3 separate regions of the Mus musculus genome follow, and all the other regions are linked to region 3. Evidence: chromatin contacts called from public HiChIP or PLAC-seq data. All regions are on one chromosome and are shown on one strand. The core of a region is the stretch at or near the end of the contact, and the rest is flanking DNA. Distances in the headings are between cores, read along the strand shown. Region 1 has its middle 6.6 kb from the start of Hipk2. Region 2 holds the start of Dennd2a (DENN/MADD domain containing 2A). Region 3 overlaps Gm38794 (a long non-coding RNA gene).

Region 1 (3,290 bases), core at 3-2,502, 360 kb after region 3:
ACGTGCTTGTTAAACTCCTCCTTCATATCTGACACTATAGCACTTCACAAAGGCATTCACAAAGTGCTTTTGTCTCTGCTGATTTCTACTAGTGCAGACAGCATTATCCCATTCCACAGATGAGAAAACTGAGGCTTAGGTAAATTTCATATTGTCATCTAGTTGGGAGTGATAGAGTGGAACCCTACATATCCTCATGTTCCATTCTTGTTCAGCTGTTTTCTGAGAAGGGAAGGTAAATAATTTTAAAATGAAACAGAGAACTCTATTCCTACATGGGATGGGATGGCAAAAATGAAACCAGCCTGTGCTTTGAGGAGACCAAAGGCAAACTGCTGGGATGCAGTGGGGGTGCCAGGCGAGGCTTCCTGAAAGAACTTTCACTGGGTTTGAAAGGATGAAGAAAACAGATGGGAGGCTGTGTGCAGGGACTGAGTGGGGTGTGGCCCCTGCTCAGGACACAGGTTGGGCAAGAGGGGAGAACAAGATTGGAAGGTGGGTTTGGAGCAGATGGAAATAAGATTAAAGTATCTGGTTAAGGCAATTAAGGTTTACTGAGCAGGCAAGGCAATGACTCAACATCTCAGAGCAATGGTGTGGCTTGCAGAAAGACAATTTTATCAACAAGTTATATGTATTCAAGAAAAAAAAAAGACTGGAGTCAGGGTCCAGTCTTAGTGGGGCTGGCAGTAGGGAGGGGGACTGTGCCCTAGGGAGAGGACCTGTAAGAAGAGAAACAGTGGGGCGGTACTGTGCCTCTGAGATGGCTGTGGAAGTCCGAGAGGATGGTGGTTCTCCAAGAAGAACAGAGCAGATGAGTTCCATTTGGGAGAGGTTTCTAGAAGGCTGCTGGAAATGTGGGGCCGGAGCTAGGAAGTCCATCAATACAAAGATCAGCCTAAAGAACAAACACAGAAGCTTGTCAAGACAGCAAGCTGCGCAGAAGAGCTTATGTAAATGTAGTACATCAAGGATGAGCAAAGAAAGCAGTGCATCTTGCCAGCAGTGGAGCAGTGCGTCTTGCGTCCCCTCAAAGGAACTGGCTACATAGTATCACTAAGTAAATCTATGCCAGAGAGAATAAGTTAAAATGCTAATCCAGGTACCACCCCTGGATTCCTGAGTCAGTGGGCTCAGTGCATGGCCTAGATCCTTGTCTCTAGTTATCTCCTGTGGGGTTTTGATGCAGATGACTCAAGGGTCACAACTTTGACAAACAAAACCATATAACCTCCCTGTGTGATCTCAGCCTGCCGCTGCCGCTCCTCCCCTCCTGCGGATTAGCAACTTATTATACACACATGACTCAAAACAGTCTCTCTCCCTTGAAAATTCCTTGGCTGAACTCCAGGCACTAACACCCACCTGCAGCTGAGCACCCCTGTCTGAATATCCCACAAACCTTGAACTCAACATGTTCAGAATCACACTCATTTTCTCCCCACACCTGGTGCATATCTGACACAGTGCAGGTTCCTCATCTTGGCACAATGTCCCCAGTGTCCTTCTCAACCACAGCCTCCCCCTCCAGTTTCCTGTTTGGCGGTATTCTCATTTTGAACAGATCCTGGTCACACAGACTTTTCTATGTTGCTATCCTCTGCCAGAATCCACAGGCTGGGCGCAGATGTCACCCTTGGCTCCAAACACACTCTTTGCCATTCATCCTGCGGAGCTGCCTTTAGCCCACAGGTATCCATCCCTGTCATGACAGTGCTCTTCACACTGTATTGTGCTCTTTCACTGATGGTTTTTCTTTGCACTTCAGCACCTCAAAAGCCACTCTCACCTCTTGATATAGAGATTTAGCACAAAATAAGCAGTCATAGGACAGCTAATGAATTAAATTTCTCAAGGAGTGTGTGTGTGTGTGTGTGTGTGTGTGTGTGTGTGAGAGAGAGAGAGAGAGAGAGAGAGAGAGAGAGAGAGAGAGAAGAAAATGATCAGGAAAGTTGAAGGGAAATTTGAAAGTTTGCAGGGAGAGAGTGAGAGTGACAGAGAGAAATGACTGTCTAACTGATGTTTGCCTAGGAGATCCAGCAGGGGAGAAACTGAGGAAGGACACTGGGATTTGCATTGAAGAGGTCACTAAGAACTGCAGGTCAGTGTCAGTCCAACAGTGCTCTTCCACAAGGGCCAGCCCTCCATGTCAGCAGGGGGAAACTTGCAATATAAGCATGATGCACAGTGCTGCTCAGACCCTCTGGTTCACCCCGGGCCAGCTGGCTTGATTGAACCAGATGCGCTGGCCTTAGGAAGATCTTTCTTCAGCCTCCTTTTCTTGCTACTTCCTCCTTTCAAACGTCTCTGGGTACCTTCTCTGCCTAGTGTGCCCAACTTTAACCGGAGCTGCATGGATGCAAGGGGCTCCAACCTGCCTTCCCACCATCACAGAAGTCCTCTGCCGGGCCTGTTAACTCTCAGAAGTACTTCTTATGGACGAGTGTGCCCCCAGCCCACCATTCCTGCAACCTCCAGGAAAACTGTGCTGTCTTCCTGCACAGCTTTCGGTTCAGCTTCTTTCTCATGCATTGGTGAATTACATTTTGTCATTTTGTTCTCCTCAGCTCCTTTCAACTGGACACTCTTTGGGCATCACCTTGCCTTACCCACAGCCCTGCCCAGATGTCTGTTTCTTGCTTTTTGTTTTGTTTTGTTTTTCCTATAAACAGAGCATAAAATGAGTGCTGCTTCTCTGTCACCCCGGCCAGCCTTGTGCATGCAAGTCCTCTGAGGCTGCTGTACCTTTCCTACAGTCACTCCCCTTTGCCCTGCCAAGGCTCCACTCTGGTCTACCCTTTGCCCTTAAAGCTATAGCTGCTATCATTGCTCATTTGAATGCACTGCCTACTCTTTCAAAATTCTCTGTGGGCGTGATATTTGTCACTTAAGTGTCATTATTAAATACCACTCTCTTTAAAAAGATCATTGAAACCAAGCAACAGTTGAAAGCAGAAATATAAATGAATTTATTAAGGATAACTGTAGGGGGAAAAGCCTAATAAGACAATGGTAAAAACAAAATTGGGCTATATTATGATTTGAAAAAAAAAAAAACAGAATCAAAACAGAAAAGAGGAGTAGATGAAATAAAGAACGTGTGGAAAGATAAAAAGAAAAAGAGACAGGCACAATACCGGAAAGAAAACAGAGACAAACAAGACCAAAGTAGAGGTCTGATTTGTGTGTTTCTGTGTGAGTGTGCCCACATCTATGTATAAAGTCAGAGGACAGCCTCGGGTGTCATTCCTCAGAAGTTTCTCCCTTACTTTAACTTTTTCTTCTCCCCT
Region 2 (3,452 bases), core at 580-3,079, 310 kb before region 3:
GCCTTTGATCTTTATTTAGAAAGGGAGAACTTAGAAAGATGCAAACAAAGCAATACTTTGAATGCTAACACTTTAAAAAAAAAAAAGCTTACACTTGGCAAATGTCTGTTCTGAGAGTCTACAGTGCTTCATTGAAACGGGTGTGGCATGAAGAATTTAGGAAGGCCTCAACGATCTCCTGCAATGAGCAAACCCCTCAACTATGAAGGACATGCAACTTTGTTTCGCCTGGAACTTTAAGTCCCAGTTCCCTGGTGTCTGAAGTCCACTCTCATTACCATACCTCACCCCCTGCACACAGACTAGAGATCTCCTGCCTCAGTCTCCTGAGTGTTGGGTTACAGACATGCCTCGCCTGGTTTCCTCTTTATATGAAGCTCTAGTTTTCTTCTGAGGACCCACTTTGTGAAGTTGTAAGACTCTGGGTCTGTACCTATCCCACCCCCAACTGGCCACCCCAACCTAAGCTTTAGGCCATTAGGCTACTCTTGAAGGTCTCTAATAGCCAGGAAGGAGACTGGCTGGCACCTACCCTCAGGGCAGATAAATTGTCACTGTCAGGCCTGAGCACTTAGCATCTGGTGTTTCTCTGCTTGGACCCCTTTGCCTTTAGCATAATATTCAAATTCTGCCCAGGCCACTTGAATCCCTCCAGGCCTACCCATCGATCCTTATTCCCTCCCACTTAAGGGTCCCCCAAATACCATAATGTGACACCCCCACAACACCAGTCACACTCTTCCCTCTTTTCAGGCTGTCTTTTCTTGCCCTGTTTCTCCACCTTCTATAACTGATTCACTATCGCTGGTCACCAAAGCCCCAGAGAATGCCCCAGCCTGTGTTGGCTCCCTTAAGGCCCCCACAGCATTTTCAAGTGGACTCCAATTTGGCAATCCTTTTTTTTTTTTTTTTTTTAAGATTTATTTATTTATTATATGTAAGTACACTGTAGCTGTCTTCAGACACTCCAGAAGAGGGAGTCAGATCTCATTACGGATGGTTGTGAGCCACCATGTGGTTGCTGGGATTTGAACTCTGGACCTTTGGAAGAGCAGTCGGGTGCTCTTACCCACTGAGCCATCTCACCAGCCCCCCAATTTGGCAATCCTACTGTCTTAAAAACCTCCTGTGTGAGTGCTTTGACTGCACCCTGTGTACGTGGGACCGTGGGACCGTGGAACCGTGGGACCGTGGGACCGGTGTGCTGTAGAAAGCCAGTTCTCTGATCACTTTTCCTGACCAGGGCTTGGGACCCATTCTGTACCCTTCTGTAGGGAGGTGGGCCCCTGGATCCTTATGGCCCAGGCTCCTGAGTTGCTTAGGGGCAAATATGGACCCTTGGGTCCAAATAGCTTGTCTCATGACTGTGAGTTGTTGCTTATGGGCAAACTGGGCCTCGAAGGCCTATCTCATGACTGTCAGTTGCTTGGGGGCAAATGTGGAGCCCAATTCTGCCTGAGGCGTCCACCCTAACTGCTCAGAAACAAAGCAAGGGCAGGGAGTGTGGCTACGGCTTTGGTGCTGTCTAAATCTGGTTCTCGGCCCCTGGCTAAGCGCATCTCAAGAATGGACCTCAGTCGGGGTAGCAGAGAACCGGTTCGGCGATCTTCAGCACAGAAAAGGTTAAGCCACCGTCTCCCCCACCCCTCGAAAGGCGAGGGGGCGAGTGAGTGCGGCAGAAGGTCCTGTTTACCGTGGCTCCCCTCGGCGGCGGGCCCTGGGAGAGTGGTTGCTGTGGCAACCGGCCGGGCGCCCGCCAGCTGCGGATTAGCTCACTGGAGCCGCGGGATGGGTCGGGAGGAGGGGGCGCGCGTCACTGCAGACGGTCGCGGCGCAGCCCAGGGCAGAGGAAGGGGCCGCGCGCGCGGGAGGCCAGAGGAGACGCAGCACGCCTCCGAGGCCGGAGGCGGCGGGGACCGGACGGGAGCGCGCGCGGCGGGGACCCGAGGGGCTCGCGGCGGCCGGGGGAGGCCGCGCGGACAAAGGCGCGGAGGGCAGCGGGCCATGGCGCCCCAGGCCCCCGCCGCCCCTGCCCCGGGCGACCGCGAGTTGCGCCCCAGAACCCGCGGAGCCGACGCCCGTAGAGAGGTAGGGCTGGGCGCCGGAGTGCGGGCGACCTCGGGGGAGACCCGGGAGGGTACGCGCGGGGGCGACGAGGAGACTGCAGGCGCAAGCCGGGGCTCCTCGCAGGCGGCGCTGGGGACGCTTCAGCGGGGCCCTGGGGACCCGCGCAGGAAGCGATCCACAGCTCTTTCCCGGGTCGGGCTAACTTCAGGGCCGAAGAAACTTGCAGAAACTGGGCAGAGCCCGGCCCTGCGCTGTGCCGGAGCTCCCGGGCGGCTGTGAGTGAGTACGCGCGTGTGAGACCGAGTGTGTACGCTGGGGTGGGGGAGTCCAGGCGGCTCTAGTCGGGATTTGTCGTGGTGGAAAGTGGGGTACGTTGAAGTTTACTTCTCCCACTTTCCTCCCCAAGGATGGAGTTGGGAGTAGATGGAGCCCAGGGTAAGTCTCTTAACCACACAGGATATAGTCCTGTGCAGGAGAGTCACTGTGATATGGAGTCAGACCACTGAGCCAGAGGGAGCTCAGCGCCCGGAATCCTGTAGTGAGGGGCAGACACAGGAAGCTAAGGAGTGCCTTCCTTTGGCCCTGGATTGGAACAAGGAGAGAGCTGGGACCCTAATTTAACCAGCCTGCTGAGGAAGGAGCAGGCTGACTTCTGGCCGGGTGCTCTGATGGCTTTCAGGGTTGTGACTATAGCTCCCCAAAAGACAGGTAATTGTGGAGTGTGGTAATAGTGTTATAATAGGCACTTTACAGTAATTTGTTATGAAACACTTGCACCTGCTGTGGTTACTATAGAAAAGCCTTTCTCCTTCAGTACCAAACACCTGAAGAGTTGAATAGGCTCTTTAGGGAATGGACCACAGAGGAGAGAGTTGGAGATTCAGAGAGGAAGCAGAAGGCAAACAGAAACAGACAGTTTATTTATTTGAGACAGGGTCTCAGTATGTGACCCAGGCTGGCCTCAAACTTAAAGTCCTCCCTTTTGTCTTAACTCTCTAAATTCAGGATTACTGGTAGGCAGGCAGGCTCAGTTCAGGGACTTGTTTGTTTGAGGCAGGGTCTCAGGTAGCTTAGACAGACCTTGAACTTGATTTTGAATTAATTTTTTTAAATGTACTATATCTTTATGAGTTTCCCTGAATGTATGTCTGTACACCATGTTCATGCAGTGCCCACGGCCGCTCTAGTGCCTATCCTCTAGGACTGGAGTTAGTTACACACAGTTGTGGGCTGCTATGTGAGTGCTAGGAATTGAACCCAGGTCCTCTGGAAGAGCAGCCCGAGCTCGTGCTCTTAACTGATGAGCCATCTCTCTAGTCCCTGAGTCTACCTCCAAAACACTAGAATTACGGGAGTGTGGCACAAACCTTTATGAGATGTCTGGG
Region 3 (3,789 bases), core at 395-2,894:
TGGCATATGTACACACGGAGGTCAAAGGCAGACATCCGGTGTCTTCCGACACTAACTGATTGGCAAGGATGGCTGGCCAGAAAGCGCCAGGGATCTCTCTGTCTAGATTCCTTGTGTTAGGGTTACAGGCTCATGAAAATACCCTGGCTCTTTTACTTGGGTGCTGGGAATCTGAGCTCGGGTCATCATATATGTGCAGCAGGCACATTACCTACTGAGATAATTCCCCTGCTCAAATTTCTGTCTCTTCATGCTAATGTTCCCTAGACTACATCATCAGCCTTGGCTTCCCTGGTGCCTCTCTGAACTGTTTCCAGCCATTATTACTCTGGATGACATCTCCTTTAGCGGATGACCTATAATCATTTAATACTGCCTTCCAGTCAAGACCTTGCCCCCGTTCACACTACAGACTTGCCCTCCTTACTCTAATGATGGCTCATGATACCAGGGTGTGCCTGGCTGTCCATCAGCCCAGACTCCTCCTTTCTCCTTGAACTTCATGTAAGATCTGCACCAAGACCTATGATTTCCCATTTCTCATTTCCTCTCACTCCCTTGCTTCGGGCACTGTCGTCTCCTTGGACCCCTGCCACTACCTCCTCTGTAATGACTGTACCCTTTCCTGAGTCATTCTCCGTCACGATGGCAGAAGGAGTTTCCTGGGCTGTAGAACTCAGCACGGAGAGTGGAGTAGACGAGGTGAATGCTGCGTAGACCCTCTCAGTGGCTTCCCGCAGGCTCTTAGACCCCACGGATCCCTTCTTTATGGCAGGCCCCGCCCACTTCTCCGTGTCCATGGTAATAGTTTTCACATCTGTTTTTTCTTTTCTTTGAGTTTTTCCCTACGTGGACTCTGTCTCTGCCACACTCACGGACAATTCCTGGTGCTGATTTGAACCTGCCTTACCCTTCATATCACCCACCACGGAAGGCATTTCCTGAACCCTGGGGCATGGTTCAGAGGTCTTCCCCGGGTGCTCCCCCGGAACCCTGAACTGGCCTCCGCCCTACAGGGCACTTCACACTTGGAGACAAATGATTTACTTTGGTGCCTTCCACTTGAGCTGTGACCTCCTTTGGGCCAATCTTGCACATTCCTTGTTGGGAACCAGCTGACACATTACGGTTCTCAAACACAGTCCGTAAACATCTGTTGCAAACCTGGGTGAGAGAGCAGCAGGGACTGAAATCAGGGCTTTGATAGAACTGTGAGGTTTTGTTGATCTGGCAAAAGCTGCCAAGACTCTGGTGACTCAGAGACTTAAGTTATGAGGACACCGTGGTCAGTTTACTGAGTTCAGTTTTCACAGGCCTACCAGGAGCAAGACCAGGAAGAGTATAAAAGAAAAACTAAAGGCAGGGCATCATCAGATAGCCTGTACCTGTGACCCACAAGGGCTAGGGCTCCAAAGGAACAGGTTTTCCATGGCCTAGGTGACTCAGTTAGGGTTGGGCTCCCAGGCTTAGCAAGGAGACATGTCAGATAAGAAAGCCAGGCTTCTGCCCAGGTGGCCAAACACACAGCCGAAATCCTCCATCGACTTGGCAGCCAGTCCACTCTCCGGTTTCCTAGGGAACCAAAGGCCACACAATCTACAGTGCAACTTGGCACACAGCCTGGGACATTTTATGAGGGCCAGATGGCTGGACTCCGCACGATGGATGTCAGTGTTGTGGGGAAGGCAGCTGAGGGTCTTGGAGCAGGACTCAGCACTCAGGCTGGGAAAGGCTGGGAGAGGCTGGGAATCGCATGTGCTCACACAGGCTAGATAGGCAGGCACAGAGTTGGGAGGGTGGAAACCACAACCTGGTGGCAAGTCCAGCACCAGAGTTCATTCACTCTAAAAGTGAAGATAAGACATGAATTGAAAAGAGGCCAGTGGTGGAGTGCTGGCTCAGCAGTTATGAGCATGTACTGATTTTGCGGAGGGCCCAAGTTTAATTCCCAGTACACCAGGCAGCTCACAATCACATGTAATCTCAGCACCCAGGAATCCAACTTCCTCTTCCCGCCCCAGTGCACATCTGCACTGGCATGCACATAGCCCCACATAGACACACAGAATGGCAGAGTGGGGGGCTTGAAGAGTGGAGAGGAGAGAGCTGCTACACAGTGGGAATCTGGGTGAAGGGTATGATATTAAGATTTAGAGAGCAAGGTGGTGGTGGGGCACACCTTAAATCCCAGCACTCTGGAGGCAGAGGCAGGTGGATCTCTGTGAGCTCAAGGCCAGCCTGGTCTATGAAGGAAGAGCCAGGACAGCCAAGGCTACACAGAGAAATCCTGTCTTGAGAAGCAAACAAACCAAATTTAAAAAATTTAGAACCTAGTGCTTTCTCTACTACATTCATACTACATAGCACAGTCTCCTAGATGAGGTTTGCAGAGATCCAAAGGTCTACTGAGATGACTTGCAGTAATCATAGAAAAATGAAATGAACTTTCAGTTCTGTGAGATGAAGGGTAATTGCAGTAGGAGGACTGTCGTGCATTTTCTTCAGTTCTACCTCTTATGGCTAAAAAAAAAAAGTCACGAGGGATAATATTTAGGGGCTGTCACTGAAGCTCAGATGAAAAGGTGTTCACCTTATGTGCTTAAGGCCCTGGGTTCAATCCCCAGCACAGTTTAAAGCTCAGCATGAAGGAACAGCCCTGTAGTACTAGGTTGAGGAAGGAAGACAAAGAGTTCAAGGTCATCCTCAGCTACTTCATAGGTTCAAGGCCGGCCCAGGGTACTTCAGATCCTGTCCTAAGAAACCAAATCAATCAATCAATCAATCAATCAATCAAACAAACAAAAAACCAAGACTATTTTAGTACTTAACAGAAGGTAATCTTTCCTAGTTGCATCATAGCTTCGTAGACACCCTAAATCAGAGGGCACTGGTCAGGGACACCCCAGTGATAGATATATACAGCTCTGGGTCCAAGAAAGGGCTGCATTGGTGAGGAACCAGCAAGAAGCCTCTAGAATTGAGTTTCCTGAGAAGGCAGGAAATGACTAAAGTGAAACTTAATTAACTTGTGTTTTCTGTCTTGATCTTACTCAGTGGATACGTAGTTTAAAGTACTTCAGAGCATGCACACTGGCAGCCAGAATTAGGCTGTTATATAACCGGGAAGGGAAACCATTTGTCACACATGGTTGTGGATGGGCACAGACTGCTCTGTGTGTTGGATTTTGTTTCCTGATGGTAGCAAGAATTAGGGAGAAGGAACATCTGGGCAGTGATTTCAGGGGCTGCCAGCCAAGTGGAAAGCCCTTGATAGCTTATTGGCAGGACCCCAGGCTGGAAATCTGGGCAGCTGCCTCCAGATGCCAGCAATAAGCAACCTGGGACTCAGAAGTTCCTAGAATCTAGGCGTGGAGCCTCTAAGGTAGGTGGGCGGGTGCCAATTCGGTGCCATGGCGAGACACAGGAGATACATTAGAGAGGGGAGCAGTCACGCAGGGTGGCATAAACATTTAATCCCATCGTGTAGCAGGCAGAGGCAGGAAGATCCCTGTGAGTCCAGGGCAGCCAGGGCTGCACAGTGAGACCTTGTCTCAAAGGAGAGAGAGAGGTAGCTGGGGTATGGGTGGGGTGGGGGTGGGGATGGAGGATATGCAGATAGGATGCTAGGTTGGAGCCAGCCCAGTGTGCTGAGGGATCCTCCTTTTCTATAGTGTCACAAATAACTGTGTCATGGATTTAAGGTACCACCATCATTACCATCAACATCATTACCATCAACGTCATTACCATCACCACCACTGAGTTACCATTGCTGCATCACCGTCATCA

What was found. HiChIP or PLAC-seq counts read pairs in DNA pulled down with a chosen protein or histone mark.
Region 1: a contact with region 3 is called in an HNF4G HiChIP or PLAC-seq map of pancreatic cancer cells. The contact joins two enhancer-like sites. A contact is called at or near these places in 2 of 115 datasets of contacts at active chromatin or transcription factors (embryonic stem cells and pancreatic cancer cells).
Region 2: a FOXA1 HiChIP or PLAC-seq map of pancreatic cancer cells shows a contact between it and region 3. The contact joins the promoter of Dennd2a here to the enhancer-like site in region 3. A contact is called at or near these places in 2 of 484 Hi-C or Micro-C datasets (both in uterus), 4 of 115 datasets of contacts at active chromatin or transcription factors (craniofacial prominence, embryonic stem cells and pancreatic cancer cells) and 1 of 9 other capture datasets (embryonic tail).

Annotation. Positions count from the first base shown.
Region 1 is chr6:38,881,128-38,884,417 of GRCm38.p6, reverse strand. It overlaps a transcript of Tbxas1 not described here. Among named protein-coding and RNA genes, the nearest start is that of Hipk2, 6.6 kb to the right of the region's middle. Within about 2 kb of position 1,252, at least 54 of the 459 cell types and tissues checked have an H3K27ac peak or open chromatin away from gene starts, as enhancers often do. A contact at or near this core is called in pancreatic cancer cells, where this site is marked.
Region 2 is chr6:39,556,211-39,559,662 of GRCm38.p6, reverse strand. Dennd2a (DENN/MADD domain containing 2A) reads left to right here and starts at 1,829. Exons shown (of 19, transcript NM_172477.4): 1 at 1,829-2,088.
Region 3 is chr6:39,241,031-39,244,819 of GRCm38.p6, reverse strand. Gm38794 (a long non-coding RNA gene) reads right to left here. Exons shown (of 2, transcript XR_868996.1): 2 at 1-1,164. Among named protein-coding and RNA genes, the nearest start is that of Gm38794, 15 kb to the right of the region's middle. Within about 2 kb of position 1,644, at least 222 of the 459 cell types and tissues checked have an H3K27ac peak or open chromatin away from gene starts, as enhancers often do. A contact at or near this core is called in craniofacial prominence, embryonic tail, pancreatic cancer cells and 1 more, where this site is marked.